7 separate regions of the Mus musculus genome follow, and regions 2, 3, 4, 5, 6 and 7 are each linked to region 1. Evidence: chromatin contacts called from public HiChIP or PLAC-seq and promoter capture Hi-C data. All regions are on one chromosome and are shown on one strand. Each heading gives the region's core, a stretch centred on a gene start, on an enhancer-like site or on the middle of the called end of the contact. The rest is flanking DNA. Distances are from core to core; before and after follow the strand shown.

Evidence for each region. Promoter capture Hi-C pulls out the DNA fragments that hold promoters and counts their contacts. HiChIP or PLAC-seq counts read pairs in DNA pulled down with a chosen protein or histone mark.
Region 2: a contact with region 1 is called in an H3K4me3 HiChIP or PLAC-seq map of neural tube, with 6 times the contacts expected there. The contact joins the enhancer-like site here to the promoter of Basp1 in region 1. A contact is called at or near these places in 16 of 39 promoter capture datasets (the 3T3-L1 cell line, 3T3-L1-derived adipocytes, the HPC-7 cell line and 12 more), 7 of 484 Hi-C or Micro-C datasets (the F1.1 cell line, the HPC-7 cell line, cerebellum and 4 more), 17 of 115 datasets of contacts at active chromatin or transcription factors (astrocytes, bone marrow-derived macrophages, craniofacial prominence and 9 more) and 1 of 9 other capture datasets (embryonic stem cells).
Region 3: an H3K27ac HiChIP or PLAC-seq map of extraembryonic endoderm stem cells shows a contact between it and region 1, with 3 times the contacts expected there. The contact joins the enhancer-like site here to the promoter of Basp1 in region 1. A contact is called at or near these places in 1 of 484 Hi-C or Micro-C datasets (the BV-2 cell line), 4 of 115 datasets of contacts at active chromatin or transcription factors (the NIH/3T3 cell line, embryonic stem cells, extraembryonic endoderm stem cells and 1 more) and 2 of 9 other capture datasets (adipose tissue and embryonic stem cells).
Region 4: a contact with region 1 is called in an H3K4me3 HiChIP or PLAC-seq map of bone marrow-derived macrophages, with 4 times the contacts expected there. The contact joins the enhancer-like site here to the promoter of Basp1 in region 1. A contact is called at or near these places in 2 of 39 promoter capture datasets (embryonic stem cells and liver), 1 of 484 Hi-C or Micro-C datasets (the BV-2 cell line), 2 of 115 datasets of contacts at active chromatin or transcription factors (bone marrow-derived macrophages and embryonic stem cells) and 2 of 9 other capture datasets (adipose tissue and embryonic stem cells).
Region 5: a promoter capture Hi-C map of hippocampal neurons shows a contact between it and region 1, with 5 times the contacts expected there. The contact joins the enhancer-like site here to the promoter of Basp1 in region 1. A contact is called at or near these places in 19 of 39 promoter capture datasets (the 3T3-L1 cell line, 3T3-L1-derived adipocytes, the HPC-7 cell line and 12 more), 10 of 484 Hi-C or Micro-C datasets (cerebellum, cerebral cortex, cortical neurons and 4 more) and 20 of 115 datasets of contacts at active chromatin or transcription factors (a beta-TC-6 cell line, bone marrow-derived macrophages, craniofacial prominence and 12 more).
Region 6: a contact with region 1 is called in an H3K4me3 HiChIP or PLAC-seq map of forebrain, with 7 times the contacts expected there. The contact joins the enhancer-like site here to the promoter of Basp1 in region 1. A contact is called at or near these places in 16 of 39 promoter capture datasets (the 3T3-L1 cell line, 3T3-L1-derived adipocytes, the HPC-7 cell line and 9 more), 9 of 484 Hi-C or Micro-C datasets (cerebellum, cerebral cortex, embryonic fibroblasts and 6 more), 21 of 115 datasets of contacts at active chromatin or transcription factors (the NIH/3T3 cell line, VIP interneurons, bone marrow-derived dendritic cells and 14 more) and 3 of 9 other capture datasets (adipose tissue, embryonic stem cells and liver).
Region 7: a promoter capture Hi-C map of liver shows a contact between it and region 1, with 2.5 times the contacts expected there. The contact joins the promoter of Retreg1 here to the promoter of Basp1 in region 1. A contact is called at or near these places in 3 of 39 promoter capture datasets (the 3T3-L1 cell line and liver), 1 of 484 Hi-C or Micro-C datasets (embryonic stem cells), 2 of 115 datasets of contacts at active chromatin or transcription factors (bone marrow-derived macrophages and stem cell-derived neural progenitor cells) and 1 of 9 other capture datasets (embryonic stem cells).

Annotation. Positions count from the first base shown.
Region 1 is chr15:25,411,480-25,415,535 of GRCm38.p6, reverse strand. Basp1 (brain abundant, membrane attached signal protein 1) reads left to right here and starts at 1,772. Exons shown (of 2, transcript NM_027395.2): 1 at 1,772-1,984. Gm48957 (predicted gene, 48957) reads right to left here and starts at 1,346. Exons shown (of 4, transcript NR_168943.1): 1 at 387-1,346.
Region 2 is chr15:24,904,902-24,908,957 of GRCm38.p6, reverse strand. No RefSeq gene overlaps it. Among named protein-coding and RNA genes, the nearest start is that of Gm22810, 86 kb to the right of the region's middle. Within about 2 kb of position 1,752, at least 5 of the 459 cell types and tissues checked have an H3K27ac peak or open chromatin away from gene starts, as enhancers often do. A contact at or near this core is called in cerebellum and neural tube, where this site is marked.
Region 3 is chr15:25,912,988-25,917,043 of GRCm38.p6, reverse strand. The region is part of intron 3 of Retreg1 (reticulophagy regulator 1); the gene reads right to left. Among named protein-coding and RNA genes, the nearest start is that of Mir7212, 33 kb to the left of the region's middle. Within about 2 kb of position 1,868, at least 128 of the 459 cell types and tissues checked have an H3K27ac peak or open chromatin away from gene starts, as enhancers often do. A contact at or near this core is called in the BV-2 cell line, the NIH/3T3 cell line, adipose tissue and 1 more, where this site is marked.
Region 4 is chr15:25,889,663-25,893,718 of GRCm38.p6, reverse strand. The region is part of intron 2 of Retreg1 (reticulophagy regulator 1); the gene reads right to left. Among named protein-coding and RNA genes, the nearest start is that of Retreg1, 48 kb to the right of the region's middle. Within about 2 kb of position 1,943, at least 76 of the 459 cell types and tissues checked have an H3K27ac peak or open chromatin away from gene starts, as enhancers often do. A contact at or near this core is called in the BV-2 cell line, adipose tissue and bone marrow-derived macrophages, where this site is marked.
Region 5 is chr15:24,967,135-24,971,190 of GRCm38.p6, reverse strand. No RefSeq gene overlaps it. Among named protein-coding and RNA genes, the nearest start is that of Gm2824, 54 kb to the left of the region's middle. Within about 2 kb of position 1,675, at least 36 of the 459 cell types and tissues checked have an H3K27ac peak or open chromatin away from gene starts, as enhancers often do. A contact at or near this core is called in cerebral cortex, cortical neurons, forebrain and 1 more, where this site is marked.
Region 6 is chr15:24,987,966-24,992,021 of GRCm38.p6, reverse strand. All of the region lies in intron 3 of Gm2824 (a long non-coding RNA gene), which reads left to right. Among named protein-coding and RNA genes, the nearest start is that of Gm2824, 33 kb to the left of the region's middle. Within about 2 kb of position 1,826, at least 11 of the 459 cell types and tissues checked have an H3K27ac peak or open chromatin away from gene starts, as enhancers often do. A contact at or near this core is called in forebrain and microglia, where this site is marked.
Region 7 is chr15:25,840,903-25,844,958 of GRCm38.p6, reverse strand. Retreg1 (reticulophagy regulator 1) reads right to left here and starts at 1,661. Exons shown (of 9, transcript NM_001034851.2): 1 at 1,347-1,661. The coding sequence starts at 1,615.

The DNA.
Region 1 (4,056 bases), core at 523-3,022:
AAGATGGGAGGGTGAGAGAAGGTTGAAAGAAATATTAGCCAACCAACCAATTAGTATATCTATTTATCTAGAGAGAAAGAGAGAGGGAGAATAGAGGGGTAGGGATGGGGAGAAGAGGGAGAAAGAAGAGGAAGAGGAAGAGGGAGATAGAGAGGAAGAGGAAGAGAAGAAAAAAACAAGAAGAAGAGGAGACGGAGGAGGAGGAGAAAGAAAGAAGAAAAGGAGGGGGAGGAAGTGGCAGCCACCACAAATATTTTCACCCCCCCCCCCAATCACTTTTTGGTTTAAGATGTGGCACTTCCTTTGCCAATCTTATTAAAGTTCTGTTATTTATTTTTCTATTAAAAAAGTGACCCCCCCCAATCTGCGATTTTGACAGCACTTACCTTTGGCATTCGTCTCCCTAAATGTAGTTGTGTTTCGTTATTCCGGACGTGGAGGGCAAGCTCATCCCAAATCTGTGCTTCACTCATGAGGGGAGATCCAACCAAGAAGGCAACATACATTTCCATTCCCCCCCCCCTCCGCTATTCTTTCAGGACGAAGCAGAACAAGCAAGCCACCCTGATAAAGCCAGAGGGCGCCAAAGTGCCGCGAACGGAACTTCCAGGGCTCAATGGGTTTGCGGGATGGTAAAATTGGCTTTTGTCTGAAGAAAGAGCTGTGGTTCTAGAAGATGTCACCATGTGTTAGTTTCCAAATTTAAATTTTTATTTTGCATTTTATTTTTGCCAACAGGTAAGCATAGCGAGCATATCTCCTAACCGTGGTGGCTATTGTGTGTCGCGGTGCTACCCAAAGTGCTCGTCGACCAGGACACGAGGACTTGGCGCGGATGGCCACAGCCTGGCTGGGCGCGCTTCTGAGTAGCATCTTAAGCAGCCGAGAGCTGGTGACTTCCATGAAAGCACAGGCACAAAAAGTCGAAGCCCCTTTTCCTAGGGTGCATTTCTTCCTTTCTTTCTCTCCGAAGTCGGGAGAACGTACCCTGAGGCGGTGCCGCCCACCCTTCCAACCCAGACCTGAGCTCTGGGCGGTGGCGCCTTGCAAAGCTGGAGCCTCCTGGTCGGGCCCCGAGGGCGAGCATATGCCGGAGGCGTCCCAGATGCTTGCCTTGGGGGACACCCTAAAACCAGCGGATATCTGTCTTGATGGTTTCAAGGGAGGCATCGCATCTTCCCCAGGCTCACTGCCTACGTGATAGCAGAATCTAAGCCCGTCGTCTGGAGCGGGGCTGGATTGGGGTGCAGAGAAAGCTGGTTGCGGCGGGGGCGTAGTTCATCAGCCCCTTAAGTCTGAGCGAGAGCCTGAGCTACTTATTCAATGCTTTCAAATAAAATGTGTGCGAGACAGAGAGAGGAGAGAAATCCACAGACAGTCCCGCCGGGGGTGGGGGTGGGGGTGGGGTGGGGGGGGAATGGAGGGGCGTGTAAGGAGGGAATAGGAGGAGGGGGGCTGACAGAGACTGTTGGGGAGGCGGGTAAGGGATCTGGATGTGGAGAGCAGTGGGTGGGGGTGACTGTGCGGGTGTGGTGACGGGGGGGGGGCGCTGGATCACGGGGCGTCTCGGGGCGCAGTGGCTGCTGGTGGAGAGAAGTTGGGGGACCCCCTCCTGGGTGGCGGGGCGCGAAAGGAGCGGGAGGGGTGCGGGCCGCGGGCTGGGAGAGGAGGGGCGGGCGCGAGGCGGGCGGGGTCGGCGAGCGGAGGAGCTGGGCGGGCGGACGCGCGGGGGGGAGGGCGCTGGGCAGGAAGGGGAGGGGGAGCGATCGAGAAATGCAGAGGCTGCAGCGGCGGCGGCAGTAGCGGCAGCGGCGACGGCGGTGGCGGCAGCGCTCCAACTCGCTCCACGCTCCGGGCTCCGCCGTCGAGCCGGGAGAGAGAGAGCCTTTGCTGAGCGACCAGCCACCCGGCCGGACGACACCAGCCACCCGGGCCCCTTGGAGGCACCGCGCTCACCCAGGGCCGCCACAGGCACCCAAAGCCGGTAAGGAGGCGCGCCGTGGGTCCCTAAGGCCACCGCGGACTCCGGGCCACCGGTTCCCCAGGGCCCCGCCCCACCCCGAAGCCTAGGGTTCTCCAACGGTGCAGCCGGGGTGCGGCCGGGTGTAGACACAGTGGGCATGGGATTCCTCTATGTGGGTTCTGTCGCATTTGGAAATCCAAGGTGATGCTCTCCCCCAGGTGGACAGCTTCGGCCTTTCGTAGGGTGGGGGACTTGGAGGGGGTGGCGGCGAGGCGGACGAACCGAGTTCGGGAGGGAGGGGGTGGAGGGTGGGGAGCCGCTGGTGACAGCACCGAGACCACTGGCCACGGTTCTGTGGGCTGAACCCAGCCTTCTGTCAGCGGAACCCGCACAGCCACGGAGAAGGCGCTCGGTGTGAGGGGCGCAGTAACAGAAGATGGAGGATGGGGGTGGGGTGGGGTGGGGAGGGAGAAAGAAGACGCGGAATCTGGTCAGATCGGAAGGGGCGGGGGTGGCTTGGCCCTCGGGACTCCTGGATCTTGGTTTAGGGTAACCGAGGAACACGAGGTTCGGAAGGCGGTGTGCACGTCCGGGGCAGATTAAAGCCCCCAGCCTGGTCTGCGGCTGAGCTGTCTTCCCACTAACCTGTGGACGTCGCCAGCATTTTATTTTATTTTTTGAGCCTTGCGCTCAGAGAGCGGGCCGCGCGCCTCCACCGCCGCCCCAGCCTGGGGGAAGGAGGGGTGGCGTGTGGGCTTGAACCTGACAGCCCGCGGCCCGAGCGGGCTCAACCCTTCTGCAAGCCAAGATTTCTGTAGATTTTTTCCCCCGTAGCTCAAACGCTACAACCCAACGTCTGGTTCCCGCTTCCCCACACCATTAAAAGAAAAAAAAAAAAAAAAACCAGAATCCCTGGATCGGATGGCACACAATGCGTGGCTGGGGACCGCATTCTTTTCATGAATATTCATCGAACGCTTGGCCCTGTTCCTAATCTGCTTCCCCCCGAGACGTTTCCGCCTTGGAGCGAACTCGGTGGACGGCCTCTGCCCCAGTGATTTTCACGCTGTTCAAAGGAGCACAGCGCACATGGGTGCGATTTCAGGATTTTGCACGGGAGCTGACACACCTCTGTCTTGGCCGAGACCACTGGCCACTTACGTGGCGGGCTAGAATAAAACACGAGTATCAAGGGGACTGCTGCTGGGGTGTGGATTAACCCCTACCCCTGGGAATATACCAAGGGCTCACAGACCTCCGGTACTGCAGGCAAAATGAATGAATCGGGACTGTAATTACCTATTCCTTTGTCTTGGCCTCGCGCATGCGCCGGAGAGCAGGGTGTGGAGGGCCAGGCAGCCCCATCTGATCTCCCCATCATCCATCCACCCACTCCCCTCCGGAGCCCAGGAACAAAGGCGTTTGCCCTAAATGTTTCACAAAACCTTTGGACACAAATGCCACCCCCCCCCCCCCTCCGCGCGGCTCGGTCGCGGTCTTGTTTCCCCTCCCACCTCAAGGTTTCACATCTTACCCATTTTTTTTTTCTTTTTTTACAGATTTCAATCATAAAAAAAAAAAAAAATAAGGGAGGGGGAATTGTGGATTTAATACATTTATTTTTAAACACACAGTGCTATTTTCCTTTCTAGAACTGTCCATTGTTCTTTCTGTTCAAATGTAACGCACTGCAGGGATGGTGGTTTTCTTAGTTTGCACCAATTAGCTGTTTGCCTGACAGATCTTTATTGCGGGGCATTTGACCAAATAACATTAGTCTCAGACCAGCGATGGTGTTGCCCCTGGTGATACCACCTGGGACAGATTAAGACATCTTGGCATTTGAACGAACAAGATGGCCTACGGAAGCCAGCATGAGAAAATGGTTACCTTTTCAGAGGGCTAAGCCTCTCTGAATTCTCTTGATTCCTACTTTATTGTTTCATTAAGGATTCCAAAGGGCAAGCCCCTCTGAGATGGGGGGAGGAAGAAGGCGCTGGCATTGCTGGGAAGAAGATGGCGAAGCACCAAGTTCATAATCCCCCCTCCCCCCATTCAACGGGAGCCATGATAGCCCTTTGAGGGCAGATTTT
Region 2 (4,056 bases), core at 503-3,002, 510 kb after region 1:
CCCATAATGTGGTGAATTTTATCTGAAACATCGAAGGTCTTATTTTGTTAACATGATAAGTGCAACGATCAGTCTTTACATGAAATAAACAGCTTGGGCATGCTTCAAGGCTAGCTCCACAGTGAATGAAATCACTGGCATGCACAAAGGCTCTCACATTAGATCTTTATTACTCAAACTCTTGTTTAGAAAGAGAAATGGATTAAGGATGGATATCTGGAGGCAACAGTAATGCAGGAGCAGAAAATCTACAACAGTGAAGAAGATTGAAGTGTGAACATGACCTTTGGTGGTTAGAACACCTTCAAGTGGGGGAGGGCTGAAGGCCAGACACTATTCCTGATGCTATGGAGTGCTAAAAAAAATGAGGCCTATCATGACTGCCATCTGAAAGGCCCAACAAGCAAATGAAAGTGTCAGATGCAAGTATTTACACCCAACCACTGGACAGAAGCTGGTGACACCTGCGGTTGAATTAGGGAAAAGCTGGAAGAAGCTGAGGAGGAGGGCGACCCCATAGGAAGATCAGCAGTCTCAACTAACCTGGACCCCCAGGATCTCTTAGAAACAGAGTCACCAACCAGGCAGCATACACCAGCTGATATGAGGCCACCAACACATAGAGCACAGGACTGCAAGGTCTGGACTCAGTCAGAGAATCTGTACCTAACTCTCAAGAGACTTGGGGCCCCAGGGAGGTCTGGTGGGATATGGGGTGGAGACACCCACTTGGAGTCGAGCAGGGGTGGGGTGGAGGTGTAGGATATGGAACACTTGGAGGATGGACAGGGAGGGATATAAAGTCTGGACTAAAGAACAAAAATAAATAAGTAAAAATAATAGTTAAAAAAAATGGAAAGCTTTTGAATAACCCAACAAGAGAGGATTTGAGGAGGAGAACTCTGATTTTATCCTGGAGCAGAATTTGTTGAGAAATGAGAAACCATAGTTGAAAGAGAAAAGTAAGTGAAGAGCTATAGTGAAAGGGAAGACCAGGTCTATTGTAAAAGTGAGTTTGAGCAGAAATGAAGGACAATTCCCATGAGAGAGGGACAGAGTTAAGACCAGGAGTGTGAGCTATGGTCTTGGTCTCAGATATGAGGGAACACAGACGCCTAAAACTGAAGAACACCTCAAGTCTAGTGTGTATAGAGACGGAAGATAGGTGCTGTGGTGATGCTGTCGGTTGCACAGAGACTTTGACATGATAAAGATTAAAGGTCAAGGAATTCATGGGAGTTCATAATGATAAGGGGTTAGAACTGTGGCTCAGGAGAGAATTGGCTCAGGACACAATAGTTGATAAACTGTAGATTAAAGATCGGAACTCGTACTAACGATGATGATTAGGATCATCTCATTTTAATTTACTAAGGACTTGCAATCCAAAATTCAGGGAGGGCATCAGCACAACACTACTTATGCATGATTATGATACAAAGAGACGCCAGAGGTTTCTTGTTCAAAAACATAAAGTTTAGCCTCAGTTGCATGCAGGTGAGGTACATTTAGTGATGATATATGGGTGTAGTTCAGAGGCTAAAGAGATATATTAACAATTCTCTGTCAGTAATCTTGAAACCCAAAGTCTATTCTTAAGTCAGGCATTTTATCTTCTAAGGCCTGGAGAAATATTCAAATAGTCACCACTAACACTTGCTAATTGACTCAGAGAATTAGTCCAGGTGGCTACAACCCACACCATCTGCTTTAGATCCTTTTTTCCAGTCTGCTGTCCTGGATTTCTCTGCCACTGGCATCATGTCTTGGAAGCCTTCCCTCTGCCTGGCTCCAACAGATTGATTACCTATTTGGACAGTCTGCTATGCTTTGGACAATCACTGCAACATGTGCAGCTTCTTAAATTACCCTCCACGGCACCCGTGACCAGCTGTAAGTGGTGTCTCACCTTTCTTTGCAGCTCCCTGGATACTTGCTGTGCCCATTTGGGGTCGGGGGAGGGGTGGCGGCAGCATTGAGAGGATTTACTGCTATGTTCCTAGACTGGACAGATTCTGTGTTCAAATTGCTGTTGAAAACCCTGACACAGTTGGTGCATTCTCTGTATGTTACAATAGCCATCATCATATAAGATAAAGCCTGCATCCTAAAGGGATAACACCATGATGACCATGAACACAATGTGCTCACAAACACAATGACATCATGGCAGGAAAATTTGACTCACTTCAGAATAATCGCTAAGATTTTTTTTTTTAAGTTAGAATAGCAGCATGATATTTGCTGAATTGTTATTATGCCACGTGTAATTTAAAAGCATCACTGGAAAGACAATGATAATTTGGGAATCTACTGGATTTGAGTGAATTTGAAAATATGAAATATTTCGGTGCTTGCCTTTAGAATTTCTTAAGCAGGACAGCCTTAGACTTAGTTCTACCTAATTTTCAGTGAAAAAAAAACCAGTTTCATGATACCTGATTAGAGAGAGAGAGCTGTTGGTGTGTTTGTTGTTGATGTTGTTGTTATTGTTGTTGTTTTCGTTTCTTTTTGTTTTGTTTTGCTTGTTTTGCTTGGTCTATGAGTGATTCATACTGTTGTGGAATGGCTGGGCAGGACACTGCTCTTTGTCCCTCCTTGATACCCTCTAGCATTATCTGCATCATCTTTAACAAAGCCATTGCTGCCCTCAGAACCGGAATAACTTAATTTTTTACTTGCTCTTTTACTGTAGTTTTTGACTTGTTACCTTAAGCTGTTGTGTTACTCTGGGAACTTTTGTGTCCATGTCTGTTGTTCAATTGGTTGACGCAGCCTTCCAAAAGCTGTGACATTCACATGAAGTTGTTAAAGTGGCTCTGGTTTTACAATAATACATAGCACAGGCACAAACTTTACAAAGCCATTCTTTAGATTTTCCTCGATGGGCATCAGGCAGGGAAACATTAGTCATGTGGATTTAAGCCCTCCTCCCTTAGACTAGGTCCTCAACTCAGAGTGGGAAACGATGAATATCCTGTCACAGCAAGTCGGGAGAGCAAATGGTGGAACACACTCAAATATTACAATAGGACAATTGTTTATAGGACAAGCTATTCATCTGTAGTCCTTTCTTTTCCATTGAAATGTGGCCATTGCTTCTTAATAGAGAAACTATCTTTAGTCATGTACCCATTGCTCAAACTATCTATTTCTATACACACACACACACACACACACACACACACACACACACACATTTGTAAGTGCCCATATGTAGGCTCGTGTGGAGGCCAGAGGTCAAATTCATATTTCTCCTATTGCTAGCTACTTTATTTGTTAGCGCTATTTATTATTATTATAATCATTATCAGGTTCACCTTCACCATCACCTTCAACATTATCATTATCATCATTATTATTGAGAAATCCTAGGTACTGGCATTTTAAAGCAGATAAAAATTTACATATATGGACCATCTAGAGACTGCCATATCCAGGGATCCATCCCATAATCAGCCTCCAAAAGCTGACACCATTGCATACACTAGCAAGATTTTGCTAAAAGGACCCTGGTATAGCTGTCTTTTGTGAGACTATGCCGGGGCCTGGCAAACACAGAAGTGGATGCTCACAGTCAGCTATTGGATGGATCACAGGGCTCCCAATGGAGGAGCTAGAGAAAGTACCCAAGGAGCTAAAGGGGTCTGCAACCCTATAGGTGGAACAACATTACGAACTAACCAGTACCCCAGAGCTCTTGACTCTAGCTGCATATGTATCAAAAGATGGCCTACTCGGCCATCACTGGAAAGAGAGGCCCATTGGACACACAAACTTTATATGACTCAGTACAGGGGAACGCCAGGGCCAAAAAGTGGGAGTGGGTGGGTAGGGGAGTAGGGGAGGAACGGGGGACTTTTGGCATAGCATTGTAAATATAAATGAGGAAAATACCTAATGAAAAATATAAAAAATTACATATATGGAGTTTTATTGTATCCATATCATTAGATAAATGGTAGCCAAAGAAAGTGTCACTCAATTGCTTCAAAATCATTTTCTCCTCCATTGAAATAATTGCATATTTATTCCTGGGAATATTTTTTGTTATGA
Region 3 (4,056 bases), core at 619-3,118, 500 kb before region 1:
ACATTGTTTTGAAAGGTCTAATGTCAATTGATTTCCCTTGACCAGCTCCAAGTCATCCTCACTCATCTGTCCCTGCCCCCCCCCCCGCCCCCATCGCTGGCAGAAGAACCCATCTAACTTAGCTGGATGAGTCTAACAGCTCTTCTCAGAGAGAGGCTCTACCACACATGTTAGAGACTTCTGAGCCCTTTAATCTCACTATAATGTCTGAAATTAAATGCCATTTCCTATACCCTAAAGGAATGGGATCTCAAGATTTTTTTTGTTTGTTTGTTTTCCAAGACAGGGTTTCTCTGTGTAGCCCTGGCTGTCCTGCAACTCACTCTGTAGACCAGGCTGGCCTAGAACTCAGAAATCCGCCCTCCTCTGCCTCCCGAGTGCTGGGATTAAAGGCTTGTGTCACCACTGCCCAGCGCTATTTCAAGATCTTATTCCTTGCTAAAGGGCAAGTCCTTTGAGAGAGAGGGAGAGGGAGAGGGGAAGGGAGAGGGAGAGAGGGAGAGAGGGAGAAGGAGAGGGAGACAGAGAGAGAGAGAGCACTCTCACTTAAAAAAAATGCATGTGGGCCTTGGGTACCATGTGTCAGTGAGTCATCTCCACCTCTCCACATGATGTGACTGCTGTGTTTTTGACAGTGCTCAGGGCAAACACCAGGGAGAGGAAACACATTTAGAGCAGGAACTCTCTGCCTTTGGCTATAGTCACAGAACCACTGCGTTTTAGCAGGGGTAGGAACTGAGATCAGCACAGCCCTGTCCCTCCATTTTACCACAGCCACAGGAGAGAAAGAAATGATGGATCTCACAGGACCCCAAATCCGAAGAGATTTCCAGAGCCATGGTGCAACCCTGAGTGGTGGAGAACGCTAGGAAACTTAATCCTGCCACACATACCCAACTCCACTAAAGTGGAAAGCAGATGGCGCCTGGCTCCCACTGTGAGGACCCAGATGCCAACCTCACAGACAGATGAAGAGATGGGACTTGGACCACAGGAGTCTGTGATGTGAGGGATCTGGGCAGCTGCAGGATTAGTGCTTGATTCTGCTCCTGTGGTGTCTGGGGCTTGGCATAAAGGCAGCTTCGGATCAGTGGCTCTTCTCAAATCAAATGACAGTAACGACAGAGACCAAGAGCAGAGATCAGAGGAGCCCAATGTGCACGGCACAACAGTGCTGTTAAACGTTACATCTCTGTGAGCTGCATCCTGGCTGAAGCTCTGCGAGGCTGCTGCTCCCACTGTCCTCATTTTAAAGGCAGTACTGCAAAATCCAGAGGATCTCCAGGGCCTTAACTAATACAGCCCTTCCTCCTGGCATAGCACAGACCTGCTGAGCCTCTGAGCCCCGACAGGGATCACAGACCCAGTCTGTGGACGGAGAGGAAAGACAAGCACGTTGCTTGTTAAAGTAACACTGAGGAGCTCCGGAAAGAACCTGATGTGGTCTCACTCTACTTTCTAAGATTTTTCAGAGGTGACTCGAGTCACCTTTTCAGATATAAGGTCACACACCCTTAAAAGGAGCCCCACCTGCAAAAGCCTTAGCAACCCTGTTTACCCACAAAGAACAGGGTTTCATTTTTTAAATGGCCTATCGACATCCACAGTTAGAGCCCAGAGAAAGGAACAAGGCTTGGCTTTGTGGACCATTAAAATGAGACTAGAGGAAATAAGTTATTTTATCTCTGGACTCACGTGCTATACCGCAAGCCAACTGGGAGAGTCCCTGGAATTTGGTGACTAATCAGATGCTGGCCTGGGAAACACACCCCTGAATGTCATCAGACTTCAAGCATTTGCCCCAGGAATCCAGAAATAAGCTGTCATCAAAGGGACGTGTGCCCTCTGGAAACAACATCCAGGGCACATTTCGTAATCTGCAGCTGGGACTCAGAGAGCCAGGAGACAAGGAAAGGTCAAGACCGGGCCTGGCCCTTACTGCCTGCTCGTCTTGTCTGGAGCCCCTGTGTTCCTTCTGGAGCAGGAGCTCACGAGCGGTTGGCAGGTGTAACCATCGAGTCCCGCACTTGCCTCAAATGTGTTTGGAGTATCTGTCAGACCTTCACAATCATTTTATTCAGCAGCTAGTTAATGTCAGGTAATTACAGGTCCTCGGCTCTCTACTTATCAAATATGACTGAAGTGAGTGGCATGTTTTTAAAATAACCTTTATTTTTAAAAGCAGCGTAGCCTTGCATAAGGAAAGTGGGGATGGCATTTGGGATGAACAGAGATGTGCTCATCTTGAAGACAGCACATGGCCAAACACTTTTCCATGTAAAGTTTGTGTGTTTATATTCCTCTGTTTTCTGGGTTAAGAAAAGAATGTGTCTGACATTATATATACATACACACACACACACACATATACATATATACACACATATATATAATCAGTTCTTCTAAAAAATGTTTATTTATGTCTGTAATAGGTGTGGGGGGGCACCACATATACAGACATCAGAGATTAACTTTGAGGAGTCTCCTCTCCTTCTACCCTGAGGATTCCAGGGTTCAAATTCAGGTCCTCACACTTGGTGGCCCTTATATTTGGTGGCATGTGTCCTTTCCTGCTGAGCCACTTTGCTGGCAAAATCAGTTCTTCAGAATCCTTGTTCTAAGCTTGTTATTTTGTGTTTTGTTTACAATGCAAAGGATCAAACCCAGAAGCAAGCAAGGGCCAGATTTCTGGGCCAGCACTCCCACGCTTTTGCAACTGTTTCAATTTGGCTCTAGGGACTCCAAAGGGAATTTCTCAAATCAAGCACCTACCAACTACAAAATACCAACATAACAAGCCTGTCTGTGGGGTTTTCTTTCTGATGATGACCTTGGAGCAGTTGCTGTAAACTCGTGCGGCTTCTCAAGTACCAACCGAGCTCATGAGTTTGGCCTTGTCAACACATGCGTTGGTGATGCTTGGAAAGGTACAGACAGAGGCGGACCATACCTGCAGTGGCAGAGCTGCAGAGGCTTTCTGCCATCTCGGAAGGAAACCGTGCACAAACACTACTGTCACCCAGGAGTGATGTCACAGATCCCATCCTAGCACAAATTCGGGGAAGAAAGTCCCTGAAAGGCTGAACTTCTCACGCCCTTTGATTCTGTCCCTTCCCAAACTTCATTCACAGCCCAGTGAATCATTTACTAGGATAACCTAGTCTGGTAAAGCTACAGACCCGTTAATGAGAAACTGGAGCTAGCACTGGATCTAACTGGTGGTTGTAAGCAGAAGAGAACGGAGTTATAAGAAAGACAGCATCCAGTCCATGCTAATGTGGCTCTGAGCGTTCTCAGCTCAGCTGCCGTGGAAAGAGGGGCAGGAAATCTCACACCCCCTCACACCAACTGCAGGCTACCCAATGTTGAGAGCGTAGTGAGACACAAGACAGAAGTTAGAGCACACTGGGAAGACGTGCCTAATAGCTCTGTAGCCTGTCCCATGGGTCTGTGTGGACCAAAGATACTGGAGAGTCAAGTAGCTGTTGGGGGGTGTACTGGCTAGTTTTGTGTCAACTTGACACAGCTGGAGTTATCACAGAAAAAGGAGTTTCAGTTGAGGAAATGCCTCCATGAGATCCAGCTGTAAGGCATTTTCTCAATTAGTGATCAAGCGGGAGGGCCCCTTGTGGGTGGTGCCATCTCTGAGCTGGTAGTCTTGGTTCTATAAGAGAGCAAGCTGAGCAAGCCAGGGGAAGCAAGCCAGTAAAGACATCCCTCCATGGCTTCTGCATCAGCTACTAATTTCTGACCTGCTTGAGTTCCAGTCCTGCATCCTGTGGTGATCAACAGCAGTATGGAAATGTAAGCCGAATAAACCCTTTCCTCCCCAACTGCTTCTTGGTCATGATGTTTGTGCAGGGATAGAAACCCTGACTAAGACGGGGGTTAGTCAGAGGAACTGACAAGGCCAAAGCACAGAGCTGGGCAACTGTGCAGTACATAATGTTGATTATGTGCCCACTATACCGGGAGCCCCAGGGTGAGTACCGTCTGAACTGTCTAAAGCTGCCACAACGAAGAAAGCATAACTCACAATCACACCAATGTCACCTT
Region 4 (4,056 bases), core at 694-3,193, 480 kb before region 1:
GTGGGAAGTGAGCAGCTCAGAGAGGGAAAGAGGCATCAGGTCCCAGAAAGCTCTGCTGCCCAGGACTTTACTGGCTGCTGTTGTGAGCAGAAGCAGGGTCTCTGAGTGATTCATGGGAGCTGCCATGACCCCACAGCTGCTTCTAGATATAGCTTGCAACGAAGCCTATGTCTCCCTAAGAGGAGCCGAGTGCAGCCAGCACTGTGCTGGGCTGGAAGCCCTGCTGCCATCTCCAGCCAGCCATTCACAAGGCTCAATTGGGCCTTTGTCCTAAAAGACTCAGTGAAGAGGGACAAAGAAGGCCCTAGGGTTTCCCCAGCCAGTCCTTGGAGAGAGCAGAAGAAGGGAGCCCATCTTTTCCTTTTTTTCCTTTTGTCAAACATAGAAATGCTATGCTCACTCAGTGAGAACCCCAGGAGGAAGATGAGCCTGCTGTAGAGGCCTGGTCAGGGATGAAGGCAGAGTCCACATCCTCATTAGAAAATGGTGCTTACAAGTAACCTTGCCTCAAAAAGACACTTGTCATAGCCTGACTGATGAGAAGGCAGAGTCCAGGATGTCCTGACTGTGCCAGCTAAACAGGGGAGACAGCCACAGTGAAGACTGTCACTCACGGTAACCTTTCACCTGAACCAGATTCAAATCTGTGGCATAAGAATGGGTTCTCAGGGGAAGGAAGAACCATCCAGAGACTGCCCCACCCGGGGATCCATCCTGTAAACAGCCACCAAACCCAGACACTATTGCATATGCCAGCAAGATTTTGCTGACAGGACCCTGATATCGCTGTCTCTGGTGAGGCTATGCCACTGCCTAGCAAATACAGAAGTGGATGCTCACAGTCATCTATTGGGTGGAACACAGGGCCCCCAATGGAGGAGCTAGAGAAAGTACCCAAGGAGCTAAAGGGGGCTGCAACCATATAGGAGGAACAACAATATGAACTAACCAGTACCCCCAGAGCTTGTGTCTCTAGCTGCATATGTAGCAGAAGATGGCCTAGTCGGCCACCACTGGGAAGAGGCCCCTTGGTCTTGCGAAGATTATATGCCACAGTACAGGGGAAATGCCAGGGTCAAGAAGCAGGAGTGGGTGAGTTGGGGAGCAGGGCAGGGGGAAGGGTATAGGGGACTTTCAGGATAGCATTTGAAATGTAAATGAAGAAAATATCTTTAAAAAAATGGGTTCTCAGGCTGGAGAGGTGGCTCAGTGGTTAAGAGCACTGACTGCTCTTCCAGAGGTCCTGACTTCAATTCTCAGCAACCACTTGGTGGCTCACAACCATCTGGAATGAGATCTGATGTGTCTAAAGACAGCTACAATGTATTCATGTGCATAAAATAAATCTTTAAAAAAAAAGGAGTGGTTCATTTCTGTTACAGGATAAAGTGGTGTTGTCACCAAAGCAGGCTTTGTATTTGTGAATGTTGCTTCATAGAGAAAAGGGGACTTTACAAGTACCATTATATTAAGAAGAGAGCCGATCACCCTCTGTCACCCAGGTGGGCACCCATTATAATCACAAGTATTCCTGGCAGAGAGCTGGGAGGCAGGTCTGAGCAAGCACAGAGATCAGAGAGCAGAGGACTGTGATGATGTTGTCGCTTTAACCCAGGGGCAACAGCACCAACTAAAGTCAGGAAGAGACAGGGGTGGGTCCTTCACTAGAGCCTCCACGTTAAGTATAGACCCACTGGTGTGTTGTTTGAACTGATGGCTTCCAGAGCTGTGGAGAACTTTGAGCCGCCAAGTGTGTGGTTAATTCGTTACATCAGCCACAGGGAACCATCGATCCTGCCGCTTCTGCACAACTAGGCACAGACATTAACTTTCTCCATGTTAGCCTGCCTTTCTTTCCTTTTGCATCGTTAAGGCCCGGGACCTGAGGCCGGTGCACATTGGTGAGCATTGCACTACAGAGCCAGATCCTCTTTCTATTTTCAGACAGGATCTCGATCAGCAGCCCCTTGTGGTTTTGCACTTCCTCCGGAGCCCAGGCAGGCCTCAAACTTCTGATCCCCGCGCCTTGGCCTCCAAGTCACTGAGATTACAGGCCTGCTTAGGCAATCTGATTTAAGAAGCAGAGACTCTAGGCTGGTAGACTTCAGCTTTCCCCTCCTCAATGTTTTGAAGGAGACAGCTTTTCCGTGAGGAGGGTTTTCAAGGACATTCATCTCCACGGTGTGACTACCAAATGGCTGGTTTAAATAAAAACTGAAGGCCTTGGTGGGCCCTGACAGCCAAAGCTGAAGGACTTCCGCACAGTCCCGTTTTCAGTCTGGCCCCCGCACTCAGAAGCCAAGTCCTTCAGTCCCTCCTTTCCTGGTTCCTCGGATTTTTGTAACTCATTGAAATCACACCTAAGGTCCGGCCAGGGTGAACACCCAGTGAGTGCAAAGTACTCAGGTGCTCAACCTCCAGGGTGGTCAGCGTGCTTCAAAGAAGGCTTCAGAGCACATCCACAAATGGCAACCTGCTTGCATTCTCCTGAGGGAATAACTTGTTGCAAAATATATCCAAGACAACAGCCCTCCGCATCCTGCTATGCGTCAATACAAGAACGCAGGGCTTGCCAAGATCTAGCCCATTTCCCTCCTCAGATCCTGAGGTGTGAGGTATTGGCCTCAGGAGGCCGAGGTACACTGGGATACAACAGCAAACGCTGCTGGAAGTGAGGGAACTGGGCATCTATTCTCAGAAAGGGGGAAGGGTGAGAAGAAGAAAAAGGCTCAAGGGGAAGAAGGCAATGTGTATATGAGGACAGAATTTTCTTTTGTTTTTTTGTTCTGTTTTGTTCTGTTTGGTTTTGTTTTTCGAGACAGGGTTTCTCTGTATAGCCCTGGCTGTCCTGGAGCTCACTTTGTAGACCAGGCTGGCCTCGAATTGAAATCCATGGATCCCTGAAATGCCTCAACTAGACAAAAATGAATTTGCTTAGCTTCCCAGAAAGGCTAGCCGTGAAGGAGTTACCTCCACACCTGACTACACTGACGTGAAACAATCTTTCTAAAGACTGCGTCTATAGTGGTTGGGTTAAGACTGGACACTGAAACATGACCCGCTTGAAAGGTAACCCACGGAACACCGCGATGGCGAAACTCCAGGGCTCAAGTTCTTGTTTGAGAGATGTTGCCACTTTCATGGTACATCCCCATGATGGTGAATCTGGGCAGTCCTGAGACACAGCAGTCCATACAGACACTAATTAAAGCCTCCTCCTTATGATTTTGACCAAATAGATCTTATTACATGTAGACTCTTATGTCCAGGAGGGATTTTTGCCCATTTACAGAAGTTGGTTCAAGTATTAGTAGAGGAGGCATGGAGATTCACAGAAAGGTTGCACTCAGGAAAATAGTATATACTCCTAGGAAGTCAAGCACTCTTTAAAAATGAGTCCAGCTCCCACTTTAGAGCTTACAGTTGGTTCTCTTTCCAACACCATTAATCTGTAACTATCGGTGATTTTTTTTTAAAGCTTATTGCATTCTTTCGCTGAGGTAAAAGAAAACTGTACTCAAACTACTACATTTTCCAGTGGCCCGGTATGAGCTTGTAGGGTGGAGTAAATATTTAACTGCTCTTCTTACAGTGGCCTACTTAAATATCACCCTGATGTGTGACGTATGTAGCTTAGAACCAAGGGAGAGCCCAGCACGGGACCTTTCCCTTGTTCTGACAAGAGAGGGAATCAGAAATACATTATTAAGCTTGGGATGTAGCTCAGTGGTACACTGTTTGGCTAACATGTGCAAGGGGCCTGGGTTTAACCCCCAGCACTGAAGAAAAAAATAAAGTTGTGTGTGTGTGTGTGTGAGAGAGAGAGAGAGAGAGAGAGAGAGAGAGAGAGAGAAAAGCAAACCCAGACAATATGGTGACTCATGTCTATAATCCTAGCACTCAGCAAGCTGAGACAAGAGGATGACTGGGAGTTCTAGGCTAACCTGGGTACAGTAAGACCATATCTCAGACAGAGGGAAGGGGGGTAGGGTGGAGAATGGAGGAAACAGGAAGTAAAGAAAGTAGAAAAAAGCGTCTCTACATGATCCTCATGTT
Region 5 (4,056 bases), core at 426-2,925, 440 kb after region 1:
GGATGCTCCCCTGTTCTGCCAGGCCTCCCTACTTCCTGGGACCTCAAGTCTCTCAAGTTTAGGCAAGTCTTCTCTGACTGAGGCCAGAACAGGCAGTCTTCTGTTGTGTATGTATTAGGGGTCTCAGGCCAGCTGGTATGTGCTGCCTGGATCGTGGCACAGTGCCTGAGAGATTTCGGGTATCCAGGATAGTTGACACTGCTGGTCTTCCTATTGGGTCTCCCTCCTCTTCAGTTTCTTCTAGCCTATCCCTAATTCAACCACAGGGATTCCTGACTTCAGTCCATTGGTTGAGTATAATTTTCTACATCTTTCTCAGTCAGCTGCTTATTGGGACTCTCAAATGATAGCCATGCTAGGCTCTTGTCTATAAGCACACCATAGCATCAGTAATAGCGTCAGGCCTTGGAGCCTTAGGGAAGGGTATTTGTTGTTTGGGTTCCATAAAGAGTGATGCAACTTACACCTACCATGAAGACAGTCTTTAGTTAACTGTGTTACAAATCATTTTAATAGTATCTTTTCTATTATTTTTAACTACAAAATATTTTGTGACTAGAGCAATACTTAAGAAAGAATAATGTATTAATATCAAAAAATTTGAACTTAAAATTGAGTTCAGTTGGCAAATTACTTCTTTGCTTTCTTTCCATCAATTAATTTCATAAGGAATTATAAACTCCTGAATGCCACCAATGCACTTTCTCTCTTTTAATATAAGTTCTAAGACTAGAGCCACCGATGAAGAGTAATTTATTAGGTGATTTTGTTGTTAGAATTATTTTTCAATCTCCAAAGTTGGAATTATCTGACAATATGTAAATGAATTCTATATTCCTTGCATCACACATTTCTAAATTGTAAGATTGTGAACCTAGAATCTGATTCCATGAAAATGAATACAGATGTGTTTTATTACTGTAAAGGTCTGTTTTATGTTTGTGTTTGTCAGACAAAATTGTGTTCTAATCTTTACATTTAGGCAGTACTATTATTTAACTATATATTGCAGGTGTGGAAAAATGAAGTTTAAAAAAAAAACCTTAAGCAAATTGCCAGATACATAATGAGACTAAAGTAGAAGCTAAACAATCACCTTTTCAATGGTTAGCATAGAATTGCCTGTCTAAATTTAAAAGAGAACCAAAATATAGTCAACAAATAATTTAACCACCGAGTCTATGCCACACACCCAGGTAGCCAGGAGAGAAGTAAGGGAGTAAATAAGGCATGATTCTGAAAGGCTTGTAATTATCTGGTTGAAGTAAGATGCAATGAGGCTTTGCAATTATCTACATCACTGTGTGCAGTGACAGACAATAATCGTTATAAACAACAAAAACAATAGTAAGAAGGCACACAGTAAGCCCAGGCGTATGTTGTCAGGATAGCATCTTTATGATGTTGTAGAACAGGATTTGGCTCAGTGTGGTAACTAATAAAACCTTTCTAGAACATCCCAGAGGATTTGATCTCCCTAGAAAGCGCAGCCTGTCTTGTGTCACAGTGTTTGCTGTGAGGATCCTGATGGCTGCTTGGCTCCGGTTCTTGACTAAGGCATTTGGCAGGGATCCCACTTGTCTTTGCATTTATTTGACCCCTGGATGCCCTGCCTTCCCCAGTGACCTAGGTCATTACCAGGAACAGAACCTGCTGCTCTCATGCTGCTTTCCAGTACTGACTGAGCAAATTCCTCATCTAAATTCTGCAGAGCTTGGCAGTAAGCTCCAGCAGGGACATATGTAGGCAGAGCAAATGGAGGCTTATGTAACTGCCCAAACAACTCATGCCAGGTTCAACTCAGGCAGAAACACTCATTTTGATATAAACAAGGTATACGCGTCCCTTGGTTTAAGATCATACATTTTAATTTGGACTCAATATGCAATATAACAAAGCATGCTACTTTTAATAATTGTACAGAGATTCTGTACAATATAAATTATAAAACACTGAATAATCCATGAGTTGATTGTATAAAAGTTAAATGAAAATATAGGAAATCTGATTTGGGATATTTCTGGATCTAGCACCGTTGGCAGACATGAGGTAGATTTTAAAACTGCGAATCAGTCTGCTGTGTGTGGAAGTTTTAGGATCACAGTTTCAGAACCCCGGAGGATCCAATTAACTCTTTTCTCCAGGCGCTTGGTTAAAATTAGATATTGTCTTTCTTCTTTTTCCTCATCCTTCCTACTTTCTGTCCATTCCTCTGCCCTTGGTTCTAGTTGAATATATCCACAGTGCACAGCAGTTAAAAGAATCTCCATTCCCCTGATAAACTAATTGGAGTTAATGTCTTCAGACAGGGTTGACCTATCTGTGATCTGAATAAAAAAATGCCCCCATAACTTGGTCATTTGAATAAATGGTTCTCAGTGGGAGGTGATGTGTGGAGAGACTTGTGTTGTACAGCCTTGGTGAAGGAAGGACTTCATTGGCTTTGAGACCGCATAGCCTGTCTTCACTTCAAGTTTGCTTTATCTGCTTTGTGGTTACATTTGAAGATGTGAGCTCTCCGATGCTCCTCGTGTCAAGCCTGCCACTTACTGTTATGCTTCCTCACCATGATGAACTTGTCCTTCTGCAACCATAGGCCAAAAATAAACTCCTTCCATAAGCTGCTTTTGGTTATGGAGTTTTTATCAGAAGCACAAAATATTAACTAGGACAGCCTAACTCACTGTGGGGCCCAGGCTGTCCTTGAACTCATGATCCTGTTGCCTCAGCCTCTTAGTAGTGGGATTACAGGCATGTACCAGCATATCAGTTTTTACTGCCTTGTCCTTGACGATGAATAGAGATGCTTTATAGAGATGTCTCTGTCTTTAAATGAAGACTGTTACCTTATTACAAAGAGCTAAAAAATATTTGGAAACAAAGCAGAGCTCAGGAAGACTTTAAGCTTTATGAAAATTCAATTGTTGTTTATAAGTGTCCCTTTCCAAATGTGCATTGCTACCGATGTGGAATATATATATATATGTATATATATATATATATATATGTATATATATGCATATATATATATATATATATATACATACATACACACACACATAGTCAGCACACACACACACACACACACACACACACATACATATATATATATATATATACTGGTATATACATTCACACATTTATGTATATTATATATAATAGAGGTATTATATTAAAGCGTTAGTCTAAGAGTTGATGTTGTATTTGCCATCATTTCTGTGGTAAAAGCTTTTACTCATCTTCCATTGGACGATCTTAGAATTCTTTACATAGTGTGAGAACAGAATGAATCAAATGTATGCTCCAAAACATTGACTGTTTTGTTTGTTTGTTTGTTTGTTTGTTTGTTTTACGAGACAGGGTTTCTCTGTGTAGCCCTGGCTGTCCTGGAACTCACTCTGTAGATCAGGCTGGCCTCGAACTCAGAAATCCTCCTGCCTCTGCCTCCCGAGTGCTGGGATTAAAGGCGTGCACCCCACGCCCGGCTTAACATTGACTTTTAGTTGTGTATTTTTCCCAATTTTATTTAAAGTGTATTTCAAAAGCCAAAGCTTTTAATTTCGATGTATCCTAATTACAGTGTATATAAAATGGCTGTCCTCCTGTCTCCAAAATATTTTTCTCAGGTTACAAAGTACCTCTGCTCTCTTCTTTTCTGGTTGTTCTGTAGTCTGAAGTGTGAGAATTAGGTTTGCAAGCTAAGCTGTTTCAATCACCACAGAAAATAATTCGTCATATTCTCCAAATTCAACAAGATCGCTCATATGATAGAATAATATAATTTATAGCTCTATTTACTGCTCAAAATCTCTAAAGGAAACTATAGATAAACAATTTAGGATATTGGAATAGACAAGAATTTTTTGTATAGAACTTCAGTAGCACAGCAATTAGCTCCAAGAATTTACAAATGAGATTATACAAAATCAAAGCTTTTGCACATCCAAAAAAACCTATCAGCTGAGTGAACAGATGGTCCATAGAATGGGAGAAAAACTGGTGCAGCCATTATAGAAATCAGCACAGGGCTTCTCAGGGCCTTAAAGTAAAAATCCT
Region 6 (4,056 bases), core at 577-3,076, 420 kb after region 1:
GCCCGAGACCCTAGCACCCAGGCACCCACTTGAGACAGTAGATGTCTCTCTGCTCCCTACTCGATTTCTGTCCCAGAACTTGTGACCATGGTTCCCATGTAGGTCTCCATGCTAATGAGGTACCTAGAGGCCCTGAAGGATTAGCCAATAGACTTCCCTTCCCAGGCATTCCTTCTTGTAAAAGGTATTTAGTCTCTGCTGCACATTGAAGGGTTGGTATGTACCGATTTTTAACAATGAACAATCAATAAACAGTTTGAAACCAAGAACGGTCAGTTCCATTAAGAACCACCATGGGGAGCGTGGAGAAGACCTGTGCCTACAGAGCTGCAGCTTAAGTCTCTTGCAGAAGGCCCTCCTATGTTTCCAGACAAGGGCTGCTAAGCTAAGGACTTTCGAAAATGAGCTAAGTTGGAGTTCCCCCATTTCCCTGGCCCTGGGTTAATAATCATTACACGGTGACTCTGCGGGGGGCCCCCAACTCTGTTCTCAACTCCCCACGACTCAGTGGCTCCTGGATGTGTAGGTTTGGGAGCTCCTTTCCCCCAGGGTCCTCATCACAAGCCCAGGGACCCCTGAACCTCCGTTCCCAACTCCTCTCTGTTTTCCAGCAGCAACTGGATGCCTGGGAATCAGGGAACCCCATTTTTGGCCTCCCGAATCTTAGGCTGTGTTTTCCCACCCCATGAGCTGCACACTTAACAATAGCAGCACAGGCTAGGCAGAATGTGAGCCCACATGTAGCTTTAACTATGTTAGAATTCTTTAACGATGCTGAAGACATCAGTCGTGTTTTGTTGGGGATGCTGGCTATGGGAACTTGTACCTTCAAGAGACTTACTAGGAGAGATATTCTCAGAACCCCTACTGATTTGTTCTTTAGCATCAGAGGGATACAGATGCGAGGATATTGTTTTTCTATAGCTTTATATTCAATGAGTAAACACAGGGGTAATAATAGAAGCCACATCTTCCTACACGTTTATCAAACCATCTGCACATGTTTGAGACCTTTAAATTTGTTACCTTTCCTGTTATTAGGACAACATATATATTTTCCACATATTGGGACAAATTAAGCTAGAAACAAGTTATTTATATCACTATCTAAGGGGATATTTCCTAATTATAGGATATGTATGGTGGTTAGGGTCAAACTCATGGTAGCTGGAGCTTGTAGGACTGAATGTTATATGTTGGTTTGTTGTGAAGCAGAGAGCTTGTGGCTATACCCTCTATACCCCACCTCTTTGGTCTTAGGTCTGCTAGCTAGAATATACAAAAACATATCAACTTTCATAGACAGTGTTGCCAGAGGGGGGGGGGTCAATGTTCATACACTCCTAAGCCTGTAGGAGTATATTTCGTATTTAAACTACAGCAGCAGGTCCAGGTCTGTCCAAGATGTTTTAAAGACTTACAGCTGATCCTGTCTTCTCCCCACAGATGTTGGAGTTGCATACGGTTTTCCTACCTACTTCTTAGGTCTCCCCATCACTCTTCTAAATATCACAGGTGTCCTCTTCCTGCCCCTAGCAACTCTCTTGTATAACCTATTCCATTTTGACTTCTGTATCTTAGGGGCTTAAAGTGATGCAGCAAGTGTTTACTTTCTCAGGTTAACTACTCTCTACACAGCAGTGCTGCTTTGCAGATAGATCTTGGCCATGTTCCAGTTTCTCGGTGAACCTATTTAGCAAGGGAGCCATGGAGAACTGACTTGTTTTTTTAATTTTTTTCTTTTTTACGAGAGTCTGGATATTGTACAGCTTCACTTACTTTCAATTCCTGTATTCAGATCACTCTGTTTCCTTAATCTATTTCAGGATGACAGCCACATTTTGAGAAGCCTTCTCACTCTGCTGATTCACACTGAGCCTGTAGGAAGCCAAACAAAGAGTGCGAATTCAAATACAATTCAAGAACACTTCAGCATTATTTCTCAAGACATTTCCAATGTAAAACCATTGAGACTTTCCTTGTGGACTACTTGTACTACAGTTCCTCCTCTTTTGTTCTATACAAGCAATTAAAAACATAGACATAACTATTCACATACATCTGAGGTTTATTTTCCTTGAAAGATTCATTTAATCACCCATAGCAGCCATTCGTTGTACTTCTTAACACACTGAAATTTCATAAGAATGACACAATATTTATATCAGCTCTATTGATAAAAATGAATAGTTATAGCTGAGGGACATTTACAAAGAATCAATGTTTAGGTTAATCAACCATTACGTTTAAATAGTTCATTAAATCAGTTATAGATCCTCAAAGTTATGTTGGCTGTCATAGTATGTTTCTCCATCCTCTGTATAGCAGTTTTCAAATGTATTGTAAAATAGAAAGAATACGCATTTCCCTCTTCTACAGAGTGACAGTCACAGGATATAAAATGTGTTTGCCTCTTGTGGATGTAATGAAGGTAACAGAGATGGAGTGCTTTGTGAATATGTCAAACTATTGCATATTATCTTGATGCTGTTGGCCAGTGTAAATATTTCAGTCCACTGTTGATAAGACATTGAATTATTTTTTTTTCCTATTACACTATTCTTTGTTACATTGTCTCCTATTGTCCTGTTTGGGTTTTTATAAGATCTCTTATTCTTGAAAGATTTTGGAATGCAATTCTTAACCACTTGGACAAGAGATCATCCAATGTTATCCATTTCCTCACAGGATATGAAAACCCATTCAGGGATCCTTCATGAGTCTAATCAGGAAAAAGCGCCAGGAAAAGTTTACTATATCAGTTACAATCTTTTCCAGGAACAATTACATTCTGCTTGGCAAGCTCATTGACAATTGTCAATCATTGACGGCAGACATTGTTGGTTGATTTCTCTATTGTGTCAGTCCTATTTCAATGAGATGATCCTCCGAGGACTCAATCTGAGTACTCCTACCTTTTGCACCTCTCTGCAGTATTCATTCCTATGCATTTGCATGTTTTTTTATTTGAATGAAGGTATAGATATGTGTTCAGGTGTGCATGCATGTATATAGGCTAGAGGTTTTATCAAGCATTCTGTAATTGATCTGCATGTTATTGCTTGAGCCAGGGCTTCTAACTGAACATGGAGACCCTGATCAGCTAGTCTATCTAACCAGTTTCCCCTTCATGTTGGTCTACACCTACAGAGCTCGGGGGTGACCAGGGAGCAGAGCTGTGAGGGTTGCTAGCTCTCTTACTTTTGCACTGGTTCTGGGGTCTGCACTCCAATGCAGCAAGGGGGTTTAGCTGCAGAGTCCTCCCTAAGCTACTTAATAGCAACACTGTCACTGCTGGGTTCTATTAAAATGGTGTTCCACCAGAAAAGCAAATGCAAAATAAAACATTATTTCAGCTGAATACTGCTATAAACTGTTTAATCAAAACAATTCTCCAAATATCAGAAGGAAGTTGATTTGACTGAAATAGTTTTATTCTATAACTACCATGGGAGAGGAAATATTTGGAAAAGCTTTTATATTTTATTAATTTTTAAAAATTATAAGTATCTATCCATCTCTCTCTACTTTTAAACTTAACAACCAATTGATAACCACTCAGAAAGGAAAAATTATTTTTCTCTAATAGAGTCTCACTTGGTATACAAGCCATTCTTAAGGCCAGGTCTCATACCCAGTAGTAGATGGCTAACAAAAGAAGCTCTTATTTTAAGAATGTGTATGGGCAGATGGCCATGTTCACTATGTAAATCCTACTAGTCAATGAGCAAAGGAGATCTTTCAGTCTTCCAATATCTTCCTCAAATTTGTTCTTCAGAGACTTGAAGTTATTGTCATATGGATCTTCCACTTCCTTGATTAGAGTTATTACACCAAGGTGTTTTTGTTATTTGTGACTATTGTGAAAGGCACTGTTTCCCTAACTTCTTTCTCAGCCCATTTATTGTTTGTGTAGGAGATGGCTACTGATTTCTTAGAGTTAATTTTGTATTCAGCCACTTTGCAGAAGGTATTTATAACTATAGAAGTTTTCTGGTAAAATTTTTGGGATCACTTATGTATAGCATCATATCTATCATCTGTGAATAGTGATAC
Region 7 (4,056 bases), core at 412-2,911, 430 kb before region 1:
GAGATTTTCAAAGGGAGAAGATTTTCAAAGTGTTTACATTTTTGTACCTTCAAGCTTCAGAACTGTGGTGTTTTTAAGTAAATAAAACTTTAAAACCTAAAACAGGCTGCTTATTAGTAAATCATTGAGACCCAGCCCTAAGACTTGGTGTCCTGCCCAGCCTAGCTCACTATGATATAACCTCTTCATTTAATGGCTACGGTAACTTTACAACAGGATAGAGACCTGGGTTAAACTCCAGAAACAGCAAGACTGAGAGACCCAAAGCTAATTAACATCCACAGACAGCAACAAGACACAGCTCGTTTTCAGAGTAAACCAAGACCAGCGGGGAGCTGAAGAAAATCCTTCACGTTGCTCAAGTTATTAATCTTGAAGAAAAAAATAACAGGCTACGTCTCTTTTTATGCATTTATTTATTTCCCAACTTTGGGGTTAAGAAACCTACGTCCTGTAAATAGGTACTTGTTAGGGAAACTGCTTATTCGGAACTTCGAGGGCCCTGTTTGTTATGAAGGCACTTAGCAAACAAAGGTTTTTTTTCCCCCTTGATGAACTAGTACCAGACGATACGGCTCATGGTTCCGTGATGGAGCCAGACGCTGCCTGATGCTTACCTAGGCAGAACACTTTCTGGTGAGGCAAACCTGTTGATTGGGGGCTACTCAAAGAAAATCCCTCCCCTATTCCCTCTGGAGTTTCTCTGAAATTACTACCCACCCACCCCCCACCTCCACCTCCACCCCACCCCCACAGCTGTGCAGTCTTGGGGCGGGGCGCTGTACCTAATCCACCTGTTTGTTTACCTCCTGCTTTCTCATCTGGGATCTAAGACAGTAAACCCTACCCTCCAGGGGAAAGAAAAACAAATCATTCACTGCCCATCTCTGGTGGCCCACGAAGGCAGCAGCATATAGAATGTACCTAAGGTGGCCCAGATATGCCTCCGCGGGTGCAAAAAATTAATTCAAGCCCTCGGGCCTCTGAACCCCCCATACTTGAAAGTACAGGTCAAGACCTGAGAGTTAACAATACCAGGGCCGAAGTTTTCAAGAGCTCTGGACCATCCCTAGATACAGGAGCTCACGTGGGTCAGCTGACCATCATCACCTCCCCTTGGAGACTGGACACCCGCAGCAAGGGTGACAGCCACTCACAGGGAAGTGCGTCTAGAGGAAAGTTGAAATGGGTGACTACCTGTTTCAGACAGGTGACCAAGCAAGTGGGACCAGGCTTCACTTCCACCGCAGAGGCCCCCGCAACCCCCCCAGCCAGGCCACATCCGGCCATGGGCGCCCCAAGGTGACCTGCCCTCTGGGGCGCCCCCACCCAGCCCGAGCGCTCACCAGAACAGCAGGTTGGCACCCAGGAAGGTGAGCAGGCTGCGCAGCGGCCTCTTCCAGCTCAGGAGCTCGTCTGCGCGCCAGCCCAGCCACAGCACGGGTTCCCCGAGCAGCCAGGTCAGGGCGGCGGCCACCCTCCCGGCGGCCTCCTCCACCTGCGGCCCCGCGCCCTCTGGCCCTGCTTCCTCTCCGGGAACTCCAGGCCGCGGCGGCTGCTCCTCGGTAGCCGGGCATCCTTGTGTGGCGTGCTCCTCGGGCGCCGGGCTCGCCATCTTCAGCGGTGTTTTGCTGGCGGGGACGGGGATGGGGACGGGGACAGGGAGGGAGGCGGGCGGGCGGGTGGGCGGGCACGCGCGCGCGCGCGCCTGGCGGTGAGCGTCGGGAGAGCAGCGGAGACAACGGGGGACCGGTCGGGGCGCAGGGTGCGCACCGCGGGGTGCTGGCGGCTGGGTGCCTTGTGACGTCAGGCCTGGCCGCGCCGGGAAAGAGGGTGCGGTCAAGTTCGTGTAGGGGCGGGGCCGCCCTGGGTCTGGCTGCACATCCTGGGCTCGGATCCGTGGGTGCTAGCTGGGCGGCGTCCCTGGAGAGCCTGGGACCAACGAAAATACTTCCTCTTTCCTTCCAGTTGAGGGGGCCAGGTAGAGGACTCGCCCCCAAGGGAAGTCTGGGCTTTGGATTTTAAAAGGGGGAAGGTGGTGCATTCTCACTTTCTCCAGCCAGAGCAGACAAGTCGTCCATCCTTTAGTATTGAAGAAAATAGCTGGGTGCCCCTGGCCATGTATTTTAGCACTTAGGACTCAGCCCTTGTCCAGGTCCCTTGCAGGAACACCCTGCCTAACTGTGTCAGATAGAAACGCTGACTTGGGAAAGGAAGAAAAGCACACTTGGAGTCAAGGAAGAACCGGTTTGGCCCTCTGATTTCAAGAGTGAGGACCCGCCAGACCACAGGGCACACGCTGGTGAAAGTCGCTTCCAGTTAAGTGAGTTGTTCTTTGCAGAATGTCATTGAGCTGATCAGGAAGCAGAGAAGGCAGAGGGTGGCCTGTGGCCTGCCTCTGCTAGTGTGCCAAGTTTTAGAGGTGTTTCAGTAGATCCGATGTGCCTGTCACAGGGCGGCCTCAGAGGTCGAAGAATACCGGAGCTCCCCATGTGGTTCTCCTGGTTGTGGGAAAAACTAAAGGACTGCTGTGCATGTCCAGTCTCTGTTCGTTTCTCTAGAATGAAATCCCCTCCTGCAATCATGAGAGTCGATGCATCAGGGGTACCTGGTATCCTCTGGGCATACTCTGTATCCAGCCTGCATTCACGGGATGAATTTGGTGCGTTCTCAAAGCAAAGAGAGACCACCGCCCCTGGGTTAAAGTTTGTAATGCTAATCTAGAGGGCCTCTGTGTCTATGAATGTAAACATTTATTTACACATTACAGGCTAGACGTGGACAGTTATCTAAATGAATGTTGTATTTGAAGGAATCACAAGTCTAGGGTTCACACAAAAGTTGGTTGACCACCCACTGTGTGCCTGGTACACTGCTGGGTCCTGTGGATGTGACTTCTACCTGCAAGAGACTCACAGTCCAAAAGGTATCACTTACAATTGATAAACGCTGTGATGGAAATCCTCAGTGCCAAGAGATTTCTCCTTTAAACTGCATCCAAAAATCAGGTTTCAGAAGGGTTTGGGATGTAGCTCTTGACTTGTTAAAGCTCAGAGACTCACGGTGGGCGTGGCCAGAGGGAGCAGGGCTCTCTGTTGGGAGTTCTGCTTGGGAAAAGGTCACATGAGTTGCAGGTATAGATCAGTCATTGTTTTCTTCAAGGACATTGTTACTCTGCAATGACAACTTGCCATCCGGGTGACAGCTCCATGCAGAGAGGTTCTGGAAGCAAGGAAAAGGCAGTATGGGAACAATTCAGTCATCCTTCCCACCCAAAGAACTTTGTCCAATGTGGGACCTTCTTGGCCTTGGTGGAGGAGCTTGGGGTGGATAAAGATGCTTTTTGATGTGATTTGGGCTTTGTTTAGTACTTGACAGGGACATGAGCTGAGGACGCAGGGCGGTGGGATTGTAGAACTGGTGTCCCTGTGGTCCAAACCCAGGACTGATAAACTTTCAGGAACAAGTTTACAAGATTCTTCGAGTTCCTCCTCCCCCTGAATTCTAATTATCTGTTGTCTGGATCTGTGGATGCAGTAAAAGCTGCTGGCAAGGGAGTCACCAAAAAGCTACCCTCTGGCTGCTATGGGTGATTTCCATCTTCATTGTCTCCCTTTAATGATGAATCTTTCCAGAATAGCTCTGATTTCTGAAGGGTTTTCTTCTCCGTCCCCCGCCCCCCACCAAAATACTATAGAGAAAAGGCTGCTCAGACAAAGGCTGGATTAATCCCTCTATCCCTATGTCCTCCTTTACTTCTGACCTCTAATAATTACTGAAAACTTGTGGAATGCAAGGAGACACTGGTGGAGACACATAAATTGGTATTACTGAGTAGTTACTTTGTGATGCCCACGTAATTTATTCAGCCCTGAGCACAGAAAACTAATGTTGGATGGAAGCTGTAAAGTAATTCTTGTTCCCTGCTTGCAGCAACTTGGATGTGGCGCATGGCTTTAATCTCAGCACTTGGGAGGCAGAAGCAGAAACTGAAGCAGGCAGATTTCCATGAGTTCAAGCCCAACCTGGTCTACATAGCAAGCTCTAATCTAGCCA